Linked DNA regions of Mus musculus: regions 1, 2 and 4 are each linked to region 3. The links are chromatin contacts, called in public Hi-C and HiChIP or PLAC-seq maps. All regions are on one chromosome and are shown on one strand. Each heading gives the region's core, a stretch centred on a gene start, on an enhancer-like site or on the middle of the called end of the contact. The rest is flanking DNA. Distances are from core to core; before and after follow the strand shown.

What was found. Hi-C and Micro-C count contacts between places; a contact is called where the count stands out from the background. HiChIP or PLAC-seq counts read pairs in DNA pulled down with a chosen protein or histone mark.
Region 1: a contact with region 3 is called in a Hi-C map of the AML12 cell line, with 2.4 times the contacts expected there. The contact joins two enhancer-like sites. A contact is called at or near these places in 4 of 484 Hi-C or Micro-C datasets (the AML12 cell line, granulosa cells and liver), 1 of 115 datasets of contacts at active chromatin or transcription factors (pancreatic cancer cells) and 1 of 9 other capture datasets (embryonic stem cells).
Region 2: a contact with region 3 is called in an H3K27ac HiChIP or PLAC-seq map of embryonic fibroblasts, with 5 times the contacts expected there. The contact joins two enhancer-like sites. A contact is called at or near these places in 1 of 484 Hi-C or Micro-C datasets (trophoblast stem cells) and 2 of 115 datasets of contacts at active chromatin or transcription factors (a colorectal cancer cell line and embryonic fibroblasts).
Region 4: a Hi-C map of pancreatic cancer cells shows a contact between it and region 3, with 4 times the contacts expected there. The contact joins two enhancer-like sites. A contact is called at or near these places in 5 of 484 Hi-C or Micro-C datasets (embryonic stem cells, large pre-B cells, macrophages and 2 more) and 1 of 115 datasets of contacts at active chromatin or transcription factors (embryonic stem cells).

What each region holds. Positions count from the first base shown.
Region 1 is chr13:16,451,674-16,455,376 of GRCm38.p6, forward strand. No RefSeq gene overlaps it. Among named protein-coding and RNA genes, the nearest start is that of Gm31711, 190 kb to the left of the region's middle. Within about 2 kb of position 2,073, at least 8 of the 459 cell types and tissues checked have an H3K27ac peak or open chromatin away from gene starts, as enhancers often do. A contact at or near this core is called in the AML12 cell line, granulosa cells and pancreatic cancer cells, where this site is marked.
Region 2 is chr13:17,211,425-17,214,601 of GRCm38.p6, forward strand. All of the region lies in intron 12 of Sugct (succinyl-CoA glutarate-CoA transferase), which reads right to left. Among named protein-coding and RNA genes, the nearest start is that of Gm25020, 7.0 kb to the left of the region's middle. Within about 2 kb of position 1,472, at least 27 of the 459 cell types and tissues checked have an H3K27ac peak or open chromatin away from gene starts, as enhancers often do. A contact at or near this core is called in a colorectal cancer cell line and embryonic fibroblasts, where this site is marked.
Region 3 is chr13:16,760,353-16,763,840 of GRCm38.p6, forward strand. No RefSeq gene overlaps it. Among named protein-coding and RNA genes, the nearest start is that of Gm25020, 440 kb to the right of the region's middle. Within about 2 kb of position 1,314, at least 76 of the 459 cell types and tissues checked have an H3K27ac peak or open chromatin away from gene starts, as enhancers often do. A contact at or near this core is called in the AML12 cell line, a colorectal cancer cell line, embryonic fibroblasts and 2 more, where this site is marked.
Region 4 is chr13:16,485,964-16,489,358 of GRCm38.p6, forward strand. No RefSeq gene overlaps it. Among named protein-coding and RNA genes, the nearest start is that of Gm31711, 230 kb to the left of the region's middle. Within about 2 kb of position 1,453, at least 14 of the 459 cell types and tissues checked have an H3K27ac peak or open chromatin away from gene starts, as enhancers often do. A contact at or near this core is called in pancreatic cancer cells, where this site is marked.

The DNA of each region.
Region 1 (3,703 bases), core at 823-3,322, 310 kb before region 3:
GAAAACTTATCTTTTCTAGGCCTGCATGTGGTCTTCCTTGTGAGAGTATATAGATGGGGAAAACAGGGTTGGAAACTGATTATTGGTCTTGTTTAAAGGATACTGGTTCTACTGGATTATGAGCAACATCATAACCTCATTCAGTTTTAATATTCCTTAAAATTCCTATATCCAAGTATAATTAAAACATAATTAACTCTTCAACATGGAACTTTGGGTGGCAGGCATAATTCAATTCATATTATGGAATAAAGAAATTAATGACTGTCCTAATAGAAGTAATAAAAGTGAGAAAGGAAAGAATTTTTTTACTGTGAAAATTTTACAATTAAAAAAAATGGTTATGTAGACATTTGACATTGTTTGGGGTGAGTAACAGGGAAAGGTTGAAAAACTGACAGATAATTGTGGGAAATTCCAGAGGTGAAAAGATGGAGAGTGAGATAGAAAGATGAGAAGGGACCTAGTGTGTAAGTAGAGATCAGGTTTGGGGAAAGGGAGCAATGGTGGAGTCAGGAGGACAATGGGAGATAGTTACTATAGGTCTTGTTTATAGTTTATCTGGGAAATGAATAGATTTAATTCCAGTAGCATTTGTCTCCTTAAAACTGAAACATAATCAATAAGGCATCAAACTAACTATGTTTTGTGGGATGACAGCCATAGATTCCATGAAGTGGATGTGTTACCATAATGAATGTAGCAACAAATTAACTGGACCTTGAATCCAATATAATCTTTGTAGGCTAAACATTCCAAATGGACTTCTTATAAACCTATGACAGAAAATTATGCAGAAACATGTTCCCATTTCCACCACTTTGGGGACAATTGATTGTAAAGATGTGAATCTAAACAGTGTTGCTAACCTCATTATAAACCTCAGAAATTACTCACATTTGAATAGACAGAACAATCTCTGCTACTTTCTCATCCCAAAGAATGGTGAAATTGGCAAATAACCAGTCAATCTACAGGAGGAATTTCTATAATAACTCTGCCATACATGGATGGAAAAATATCTCAGCAGCACAGTTCATGAAGGAGATATGAACTGTCTTAATAGATAAAGGAATGTGACTTTAAAACCACAGACAGGAGTCTCTGCAGAAACATTATAGCTTAATACTCCCAACATACTTGGGAAGCTATGACCTCCCTTTAGTACACACCAGAGAAAGAACAGGACAGGTTAAATATACCCAAGGAGGAACACGAACTGTTCAGTATACCTAAGGAGAAGCAGGAAGACTTCAACACCTCTGAGAAGGAACAAAGCAACAGTAACAACAAAACAAAACACCCAGCTTCAGGTAAAATAAAAAGCAAGTGTATACAAAGCAAGCAAAGATGTCAGTGGCCATTTAAGGACTTTAACTCAAGCAAAAGATTTCATCCACATGGTACTGATGTGATAGAGTTAATGTTACAGAGCAGGGTTTGAACTAGATGACTTCAAAGTCATCCCCATCAGCAGGTAGAACTGATTAGGGTAGAAGACTTCCATATTTAAGGTATGGTAGTTTTACAGAGAAAAGTGTATGTAGGATTATGAGGCTGAACAGGCTAGGTCAAGAGTACCTTGCTCATGTGAGTTGTGCTAAATAGGCCTTACAGCAACTCAGTGAAGTTTGCACTAAATTGAGCTCTTTGCCCTTTGAGCTCAATGATGAGAAAGTGTATTTCAATAACCATGTGGCATCAAAATGACCTCAATATCTACATAGTCTTTGTGTCATGCAGTTTGGGCAAATGGCCACATTTTTGTGGTTTACTTTTCTCCTGCAAATGTTAATGTTTTGTGCAGCAGAGAATGTGGTTAGGCTTCTGGGTCCTGATCTGAACAGAGAGACCTATAGTTGAGTGAACTTATCTCACCTTGCTCAGTGGAGTAGACAAGGAGCATCAGTAACCTATCCACCCAACAGGAGCAAACACAGTAAAGAGAAGTTGTAGGATTGGAGGTCTGGCCCCAAGCTTAAGCCTTGGCTAAGCAGAGATAACATGTGTCACTGCTTTCTGCCAAGGTCCATCCCAACCACTTTAGTTCACTGTGTAAGGCTAAGTATACAAGAATCACAACAAAAGCAACTGCAGCCTACTGGGCTATGCTCAGGGATGCCTGTTGGGGTACTCTTATAACCACAGTTGCTTCTAACAGGATCTCACTCATCTACTGTAACTCTACACAATGTGTATAGCCAACAGGGAGCCTGTAGCCACCTTAGCTCTGTAGGAGGAGGAACATGAGGTAGAGCAGGATCACAGCTCTAGCAACAGAGACAGTCTGCATGTTCCCCCCTCAGGAATGGGACAAACAGAGCCTATGCTGTAATTTCTATGAGTCTGCAAAATCAACATCTAAATCAATGAGTACTTAAATGTAGGTACCAAGCACATCTGCTTGCCATAAAAACAATAGATATAAAAAGCAACCTCATGTTTGGCCACTGTGCGATTTCTTGGATCTCACTGAGGTTTGCTTGATGGTAGGCAGGAAGGGCAGGTTAACCTGCTGCTTCTTCCCATAAAGCCTGGGTCTGGGACTTGTTACAGGACAAGTGGGACACTTTCTTCTTTAGTAACATTTTCTTAACTCATGGTTAGCATCCTGTAGTTCTTTTGCATGAGCTTTCTGGTCACAAATAGAGGGCAGATGGCATGCCCCTGTTTCAATGGGCTCAAAGGGGCTTTTTCTAGTTCAATTTCACTCAAATGTGCCCCCACGTCAGAAGATGGAAGGTAATTTGCTGAGTTTCTATGGTGTTCTGTGGCTGTACAGGGAAAGTCTGGAATTCTGTGGAGCAACCCATTGAGGGGTTTTTCTCTTGATCTCCACATATGATCTTTCTGGAAGGAACTGATATTTCAGACCCACTGCCTTTCAGGGACAAGAAATACTGTCCTCTTGGAATAAGTCTATGAGATGTTAGGGTTGCATTGGAAGCAATCTACATGGGCACTTGTCCACAGCTACAAAGTGGAAGCTAAGATTAGTCTTCAAGCCAGAGCTAGGCTTCCTTGGAGGAGCCTCTGAACCACTGTCTGCTTTGTTTGCCAGTCCTATGACATTTTTTAGCACAGATTAAGCAAGCATTTTCTCCCTTCTTTATCAGTTCTGTTTTCAGTAAAAGATGGTAAAGAGAGGACAATCAGTTTGCTGATAGGAAAGCCAGGCTGTTAGGGTCATTGAGAATTACACAGGGTTGTGATAGCAGAGCCTGCTAAGAAGGCTCAAATCAGGACAGATAACAGCTCAAGTCATTCAGCACAATGTCAGAAGCTCAAAGAAATGTCAAGATACATAGTCCTTGCAGAAGCCCACTTTAACCTACAGAGGAGAACAGCTAGGAGACAGGGTTCCTCACAGTGGACACAGGCTGAAGGACTGCTGATAACAGGCTTGTCACATAAGAGCAGGGAGGGTCATTTAGTCTAGGCCTCAGCCTTAGTTCTGATTTTATCACTAAGCAAGCTGATTTATTTAGTTTCTGAGATACAGAGAGCAGATTGAGAGAATATGTCAATAATTTTCCAAGTCCTAGGCAATCTTGTGAATAATAAAATAAATTGTACTTCTTAGAATTTCTATTTAGCTAAATGTAAACATTTAAAATATGCTGCATGCTTTATAATCGCCCAGTAATGTATCTTTATGTTTTAATATACCCAGAGTCATAACAAAGTGCACTGACTGGTCCTT
Region 2 (3,177 bases), core at 222-2,721, 450 kb after region 3:
GGTTATTTTATCTCATCTCCTAGATATCTAGACAGGTCAGAAAGGTTGAACTACAATTTTCTACATATATGACAGAAATGTGTTATCTTCAGCTCCACCTACAAACATGTTACTGTGTGGTGGGCAAAGGCTTTTCATCTACTTTAAGGACAAGAATGATCATTAATTCTCCTAATAAAATTTTAGTAGCTTAATCCCCCAAAGCCCTTACCACTAAATAAATATAATTTCTCACCCTTATATCAATACAAATTAAAAAGCCCTCAAAACTCACTAAGTCTTCTGTTTGTGGGAATGAGGCAGACATTGAATTTTATGTCAAGATGAGCATTCCACTTCTTCTGGGTTGCTATGGCAAGCTCTTTCAGCAAGGTGTTTATTTGTAAACATGCATCACCTTACCTTCCCACAGCTCTTGTAAGGTAACTCAACCCATCTTTCCACTTTCATATAATGTTTGCTTTTCCAACTCACATCTGTTTCACTCACACCAGACTCCTGGAGATTCTCTCATGTTGCCACTTTCATTCTTCCCTTTGCTTTGAATTATCCCTCTCTCTGTCTATTTGGAAGGCAGCATTAAAACCTCACTACTCAGTCAGTTCTTCTCCTGACCATCTCCAAGTTGAATCCACCTATATAAATCTGCATCAGAATATTTGCTTGTGAGCACAACTCTCCCCACAGTTCTACACTCTAGGCTTCCATCTTGCTCCCACCTCATGTGTCCTTTGCACATGTCTACCCTAAGAGGGGAAAACCTGAGTGACTAATTAAATGCATGGCATAGATAATCACACTCTATGAGGTAGGGATTCAAACAGACTAGTTGAATCTGAAATACAAGTCCTTAGTGGTAGTGGATATAATACTTACCATGATTTCAATTGATTTGTGTTTTAAACCTATGAACAATAACTGCTAGTGATCCTGAGACACATTTTATAAAAGAAAATGCAAAACAACATTGGATAAATCCAACATATGGTAAGCACACACTCATAACAATATTTTATTTTGTTTGTATTAAGTTAGCATCAAGGACTTTCAGATTACAAATCTAATAAAGCAGGCAAGTTGACTTCAGTATGCCACAGTCTAGACAGAAAGCATACTTCTCTCAACTTCCTTCATGGTCACTGGATTTAACCACTTAGTAGTGGTATTTGAAAGGTTAAATGCATATCCTACTTTTGGCTACCTTGATTCTTTATAACTGTACTGTCATGGCCAGAGGGAATGTTGTGTTTAAAATAACTGTAAAGGCATGAAGGAAAATCAGTCCTAAGTAGGCATTTGCTGTAGCTAAAAATTATAGAACAAACAACCCCCAACTTGTTATAAGTTGCAACTGAAAGCATTCAAAGGGAAGAAAAAATAGCAGTAAAACAAGAAACAAAAGTCCTTAAGGGTGAATCACAGGCCTTCCATAAACAAATGTATCACTGAGAGTCATAGTTTGGGAAGTACTTGGCAGGAAAGGCTACAGACAAATGATTATGTGAGTAACAAAGGGGTGCAAACTGAAAGCACTGAAACTGGATTCAGGAGAACAAGAAGGTGAAAATAATTCTTCAGGCACTGGGCTGGGCTGGCCCACAATGGACTCTGGTCCAATCCACCCCTGGAGTTGATCATGCAGCTTCCTCTGCCATTTTCTACCCTCAGAAAACAGCCTAACCTGTATTGGGGGCACAGAATGATTATGTTCACTTACACTTTCAGCAGAGAGGGCAAACTCTGCATTCTGCCATTCATTCACCTTTTAGCTCATGGCATGTCCCTTAGGAGACTTTTCACTAGTGGTATAATAAGCAAACAAATCCCTTCACCTCCCAATGTATAAAAGAGTATTATCCTGTTCTTCAGATCAGGGTGCTGTTAGGTAATTGGCAATGAGCAGATGGCTCCTCCACCCTTGGCGATCCCTGTGGCTTCTGCTTAGATGTCTTGAAACTGTTGAGTCCATTGGAAATTCCCCTCTCACATCTCACTGATTTCTCTGGATTGGTATCAGGCTAGTATCCAGGACAATGGCTATAGAACGTTGTGTTATGCATCCTCCAGGACTTAGGTCTTGCTTCAGGTCCTCTCAGAATGGGGCAGTGGACAGGGTGCTCCAGTCTGCTTATGCTTCTTGCCCTCTCACACAAAATTCTGTATGATAAGAAAATCACAGCATACACTAACTTTGTTCTTCTCTATCTTAAAGAGAATTTTCCTCCCATACAGTAGATACTTCAAGACTATCGTGTGTGTGTGTGTGTGTGTGTGTGTGTCAAACTGGCTTGCAGTCATCAGTCTTAATGAATTGAAGAATAAAGAGGAAATCAAGATTACAAAAAATTTACACACATCATTTTAATGTGTATAAGATATTATTGCAAACATACACCAAACCCAGTTTGGAAGAATTAATTTTCTTACAGTTAACTTTCATGTGAGTCCTTTTGGGATGTTTCTGTGTGATTAATACATAATTCTGCTGTGACCTTTTCATTGCTTCAGAAAAATAGAACAAAATGTAGATCATATTGTTTTTCTCACTAACTGAAGGATTCTAAATGTGGGTATGGAGATATGGGTTTGTGCTTAAGATCACTTGCTCTGCTTGTAGAGAATTGGGGTTCAGGTCCTAGCATCCACATGGTGCCACATAACGAATTATAATTCCAGTTCCCAGGCTTCTGGTGCCCTCTTCTGTCTTATATGTGGACTGCATTCAGGCAAAACAAATCTTTTAAAAAGACAATCAAGGATCTGGTAGGGAGGTGGAAGGATCTGGTGGGGAAGAGGGTGGGGAAGAAGAGGGTGGGGAAAAGGGTGGGAAAACCATGACCATAATTACTATATAAAAATATTTTCAATTTAAAAAATAATGAATATATACTGGGGTCTGAAACAGAATTTTAAATTCTTAATGTTGAAAAGCATTAAAACAAAATATTTTGGGGAATATGCAGTCATTTCCTTAAATATCTACCAAAATACCAAATATTCAATTATTATAAAATAACAATCTATGCTTGTAATATTTAAGCCATTTAAAGAATTAAAATTCCTCAGCAATATTTTAAATAGCAATATGAGTCTGTCTTAATCTTCTTGCCCTGAGGGGAAACAATAAATCAAACTAGGAAGTTTAGTAAGAAAAACAAACAAACAAACAAACAGTAT
Region 3 (3,488 bases), core at 64-2,563:
AAACCAAACATTTTACAACAGGAGGCTCTCAGGGAGACTGGCTAGGTTCCATAGAAGCCCATTCATATCTGGAAGTCTTTATCATTGTTTTAAGGCTGGAAATCAATGACTACTATCCTCTTGAGAGTCTGAAACCTGAAACAAGAATATTTCTCTAAGCACCTTTGCAAATGTACTTAATTTTCCGTGAGAACTCACTGTCTTGAACTGGCTCCTGGAATTCAAGGCAAGGGTAGGAAGTCGAATCCAATAAATGAATAACTTTCAGGAACTTCAAACTTGATTATTTCTGATGGCTCTTCCTTGTTTAAAAAAAAAAACAAAAAAACAAAAAAAAACAAAAAAACAAAAAACAAAAAACAGGTAGGGTAGTTTGCACTTAGGTAACTCTTTGAAAGAGGAGACCAAGAGCATACAGCCTGTGTACGCTGATGAGCCTCATTCTATATCTTGTTGGCTCAGAGTGCCTTTGTTTGGAATCTTGCCCCTGGTCGAGGGTCAGCTAACTAAAGAGGGAATGAGATTCAAATTCTTTAATTAGTTTCTCAGTGATTCTCTACAGTTGGCAATGAAGGAAATACTTTCTGGGAGATCAGGTTCTTACCCTGAAAGTTTGGATACTTGAAAGACCAAGATCATTTTCAGCCCATTGTTCTAGCCTGCCTCTGAACTGGGTTTTCTGCTAAAGTCTTTGGAGCCAAATTTTTATTTCATCCTCACAACCATGGCTCAGAGGCACCAATAAGCATGCCTCATGAATGCACAAAGGCCTGTCATCTTACCAGCACTTAACATAGTACATTCGTGGAGCTACTTGAAAGGCAAACAGGTTTTGTTTGTGAATATTGTGAATGAACATTGCAATAGACTGTACACATATCTTGGCATGTTCAGAGGTCAAGTCCTCCAAAAATTTTCCCCCAGAGTGAGGGCAGCTCACCAACTATGCTGAAGCTTTCTTAGAAGTCGGTACTGTGAGTAGGGGAGGATTCAGACAAGCATCTTTGGAATGACCACGCCCTATCCTAACAATAGGTGCTAATTTCCACTGTCCATGTTGTCCCTTTAAACGCTGACCATTTAGCCTGGCACAAAGGCAGCATACAGAAAGACATGACTCCATTGATATAGTTGTATGCTAAGTAAAACATTCTTCCAAAGGCACAGAACACGTGACTCCAGTGCCATCTTCCGAGTAGGACACTGCATACTTGAACAAAAGCCACAAAGAAGTGATCATGCCTTTCCAGCTTATGCAGCAGCTGGAATGTATCTGACAGGGACCCCACCCTGGCCTTGTTAGTGAGTCATGGTCCTTCCTCCTTGGGGAGGACTTGCCCGGCTTCCTGATAGAGGAGAAGGCCATATATGGAGACATCTCTTCTCTTGCCTCTGGGTGGAGAAATGGAACAGAAAGAAAGTTCAAATCTTGTATTGATGTCTACTCTTACAAAAATATTCTTTTGAGCAGTTTGACTTTCCTGTATAAAGCCATATTAAACACACTTCACTTCAGACATTTAGTTGAAAGAAAAACATCTGCTTTCTGAGGGTTATTAAAGTTCTACCTTCAGCCTTCCAAGTCTGGGGAAAGACAACTTTGGGAGGAAACAGTCTCTGATTTGGTGCATCAAATGGCTCTCAGAGTAAAGGTTGGATACACACCGTGTTCACCCAAAATAGGAAGCCAACATTAAGGAGGAAATCAAGAGTAGAGAAAACATGTAAAACTGATTTTTTTTTTTACACTCTTGGGAAAGGCTCTTTAGTCTTTTTTGCATTACTGGAAACATGTCTCTCCCATGAGACTCCAAAGTGATGTCCACTCTATCATGACCAGCATGTAATCAGTTCTAAGTTCTGTGAACCACCTGCTATCTCATGAGAGATTTCTCCAGCAGCCACTTGTTCGGCTGTGCTGAATACTGACATGGAACTGATGTCTTTACAATATGCTAATGCTGCATGTGCATATCTTGCAGAGTGTTAAACAGTACAGCAGTTTATTAATGCTGTTATTTGCCTCTTTTTTCAACACTGTGTGCATGCTCTGCAATGGTCAGAAGGACGGGGATTGCAGCTTAGTCATGTCCAGGCCCCACTCTTCCCCTGCATTCTCCTTATCCCCGTGCTGTGTACTTGCTGAGCACTGCAGTATTGATGACTTGGTTCATGAGGCCCTGTTGCACATGTCCACACGGGAGGCTGGCCTTTTGGCTGCGATGATGATTCCCCAGTGCCCTAATTCTGAAGCAGTGTTTGAAGTTTTCGGCTGCGTCTTTTAAGTTATTACTTCTGCCCACCCTGCCTAGGACGACTCGAAAAATAACAAATAACAACAATAAGCCTGCCTTAACACTGCCAAAAGAAACTGCCTGGGACTTTTCAGAAGCCACATTCAATTTATGAATAAATGAAATAGATCTTCTCGACCAACCATGACAATAAGCACTGGCCTACATATTCAGGGCCTGAAAGAAGTCGAGGCAATGGGCCTAATGAGAAGCAGTCAGCGAATCTAATGAGAATCAGACAGAAGGCCTAATGAGACATTTAACATGCTCTGCCTCTCCCCTCCTCTTTTGTTCAGTTTTCATGGGAATCTGTGTTTGGGGAGCTCAGTTGCACTGGCTACAAGCAGATACATATGGCTTCAGTGGGGGATCCAGGAAGCAAGAGAAAGACTAAAGATACCCGAGTATGGGCGAGTCAAACCTAGAAAATAGACGCAAATGACATGCTAATGATAAGACTTGGCTTTTATTTTTAATTGAATCCAATCCTTTCTCAGGATACCAGAGAGTCACAGGGCTATGGGCGATAGGACAATAAACGGGCAAAGATTTCAATTGCATTACATCACTGCTCAGAGGGAAAGAGCCATAAGAAAAACCAGCAGTTCTGTTTCAGCCACCTGGAGTGAAGGGGTTGCAACAGAGTGATACCTGGGATTGCCTCCTTATGAAGCCACATTCCTGGGAACAGTAGGTGGTTTCATGTGTTGATCTTGGACAGAGTTGGCAGCTAGCAAGATAGCTATCAAATTATAAGTTAGGCAGGACTGGGTGTAGGGAAGGGATATGAACCTTACTCAGTTACAGCTCAGCATATCCATTACCTGTGTTGGAGGTATGGAAAGGGTGTCCAACACACACACACACACACACACACACACACACACACACACACACACCAGAGTTCAAATGTTTACCTGATCCATGGATTTAGTAGCTTCAGAGTGTAGAATGGTTTTGAGAGAACATAGGCATGATTTCTAATTCCTCTAGCTTTCCAGCAGAGGAAATTTGCATTGGCTCTTGTTGCTTGCCTATCAAATTAACAGTCTCCTTGGATATAAATGCTCTTTGTTTTAGTTGCTTACTCAAATATATGCTTTAAGTGCAACCCTATTTCTTTCCCTAGCCATCTGTTTGTGTATTTATAACAACTCATTTTTTCTTTCTTTCTTTCTCTCCTTTTTTCTCTTT
Region 4 (3,395 bases), core at 203-2,702, 270 kb before region 3:
AACACTTATTTCTGATGTCTAGCAATATTCTTTTTAGGCTGTTAGGTGAGGCAACCTGTTAGCTGGTTATTGTTGCTCATTCTTGAGATGTCTTATCTTTCCTTTTGCTTTTTCATCCTCTCACCTTTTAGGATGATTTGAAAAATGAATTTCGCCAGGCGTGGTGGCGCATGCCTTTAATCCCAGCACTCGGGAGGCAGAGGCAGGCAGATTTCTGAGTTAGAGGCCAGCCTGGTCTACAAAGTAAGTTCCAGGACAGCCAGGGCTATACAGAGAAACCCTGTCTCGAAAAAAAAAAAGAAAAGAAAAAAAGAAAAATGAATTTCTCTTTGCCAATTCAAACACAGAAACACACACACACAGAGGCATGCACATGTACACACAGAGGCATGCACACGTGCACACATACACACACACATGCATACGCGCACGCGCACACACACACACACACACACATATATATAGATATATATCTATATATATATATATCTTTTATTATTACTGGCTTTGAGACTAGTGATAAAATCTAGTTCTTTGACCGGCATTAAAAAAAATTCTTTTAAAAGAATTGCATGTAAATAAGAAAAATACCACTGGGTTAGCCACACATGTGCTTATTATTTTATACCATTTTCCTCTTTGTTATGGTCTGAGTATTGGGATGGGGCAAACTGTATGTGTAACAGCAAAATTTCTAAAGTAATGATACTTTAAGATGGGTTATTTGAGAGGTGATAAAGCCACAGGGATGGAGCCCTCATGAAAGTAGTTTTCTTATGAAAGAGGCTCCATGGTAGCCTCTTACCCCTTCTACCATGTAAGAATTCAATCCAAAGAATATGATTTATGGACCAGGAAGTGAGCCTTCACCACATGTTGATGAATTGTCCAAACTCCAGAACTATAATACATAACCATTTTTTAAAAGTTATTAGATATATAGCAAATTTGTAGCCATCAAAGCAGAGCAAGATATTTTTTCCATGGGCCCAACCATGTCAAACATTCTGTACTTACATGAATATGTAAAGGTTTCTTTGTTTCATCTACTTTTCTTTCCTTTAACTGATATCACACTAATCCAAGCTGCAGTCACTCTTGTTGGGGTTACCTCACTATGGTTCTGAGAGATGCCTTTTCTCCTTAAACCTGTCTGTCTAGCTCTCTACACATTATTCAATGTATCAACAAATACAAACCACTTAAACATAGCAATGTTACTGTACCTTGAAAAGGAAAGCCCAACTCAATGCTTAAGTGTTGCTCAAAAATGACTCAGTTTTCTACTGTGAACTTTGTAAGCTGTGAGTCCTGTACCTGGAAATTCCTTCTCCACATGACTGTTAATAGTTGGCCTCCTTTCAAGTCCATGATCTCAGGATTGTGTCACATCCTTTAGAATTCTTCTGTGTCTACTCTAACAATGAAACAAGCTGACACTATGACAGGCTTCAAATTGGCAATTCAGGAGACTAGGCCTAAATCTCTGTTTCCATGAACTGAGCAAGTCCAGGCAAGTCTGGGCAGCTCAGTTACTGAAAAAAAAAAAAAAAAAAAAAAAAAAAAAAAAAAAAAAAACAGGCCTCAGGCAGTCAGTCAGCCATGATATCAGAAGCTGCTCCACAACCTGGCTGGAGGTAAGAGCAATGGGTCTAAAACAGTTTCCAGACTTCCTCAGCAACAGTTTCCAGATTTCCAGCCCCACACACCCCAGCAATTTAGAATGTCCCTAGAGATAGAACCAACAGATTAAAATAGAGGTCATTTACCCCTCCATGAATTTCCTCTAATGTTCTTTAAATCAGGCCTGTGAGCTCACTTAGGTGCCTTGATCATGGTAGATGGTAGACCCCAGCATGCTGGACTTCTGTAGAATAAAACCCTCTTTGCTTTTCATATTATTTGAGTCCAGGGTATTGGACACTTACAGGAAGACTAGTTCTGTTCCAGCCACCTAACACCTCCTTTATTTGTCTTCAAGTGCTCATCATTATAGACATAGGGATTTCTTTTTGTTTTGCTTTCTTTGTACTTTTTTATTTATTTTTGTTTGTTTGTTGTTTATATTTTTTTTCTTGACACCAAATTCTATCTTAGTTACCTGTTCCATTTTAGCTGTATCTGGTAGAAAGAATTATCCTTGATTCACAGTAGGAAATGCAGTGCTAGTTACTTGGGCAAAAGTTTTATATATTGATTATTAATCACCATCATCTATGCAGCAACTTTGTGAGTGAAGCATCTCACTCATCCATTTTGGGAAAAGGTTGGTTTTAGTCATGTCAAAGGCTTAGTGATGGCTTGGCTGGAGCCTATTCAATACCACATTGATAACTTTGTTTACTACACTGATTCTTATCACACACAGCACAATATTTTAAATACCATTCAAGCTTAACATTTCTACCAATGCAATACACACACACACACACACACACACACACAAACACCAATCTTATTACAAGGTGATAGGAGCTTGTGTCTACCCAAACAATTGGATGTGATTGAGTAATTTCAATGACTTCTCAACCTTCTCTTTTCTTTGGCATCTAGGCAGCCTCATTTGGTAGTCTCTATAGAAGATGCCTCAATTTCTGAGAAGTAAAACCTGATAAAGAAAGAACACATATCTACTTTAGAGGTAATTGCTATCTGAAATCAATTATTATCTTTTTAAAATTTTGGTATAATTTGAAAAGACAAAAGTTATAGTCATATCTCTATCTGAAATATAACATTTTCCATATTCTTTGACCACCTAAGAAGCAAATTGCAAGTACAGAATGTGTGAATACATTTTTTAATGTCCCAATTATCTCTGTTCCATTCCTGAAGAATTATTATCCAATCACTCTTCTTTTGTCTATATCCCTAATTCTTTACCTCTTCCAGTAGCTAATAATAAGACCTCTGTTTTTAAGCTTGCTAGTCACACTCATTCCCTAGAAATGATGTGATAATTTCAAAGACTGATAAAAGGAGAAAAACTGTAAATACCTCCAAAGGTATTTCAGTCATCACTAGTAAGAAAGTCTTAATTATCTACATCTTTGATTTTGAAAGAAATTCTTTTTTTTTCTCACCCTCTCTACCCACACATATTGCTCACTTAAAATGATCTTGATATACTGGAAGCAACTTTCTGAAGAATCTTCAGAAGATGGGAAGAGTCTTGAAATACAATCCGGGTAAAATAGTTATTTTTTATACTGGCAAAGATAAAGATGCTGGTTCTTTCAAGTCTATTTAAAAGAAAGCTCATCATAGATTTGATGCTTATGGTACATTAATATGGATGTTTGTATATCAGTACCTGTGCTTCAGTACTTTTTACTTGATACAATTATTAAAAGAGAAATTCAGTTTACTTTATTTTCTCAGACCACTGAAAATCT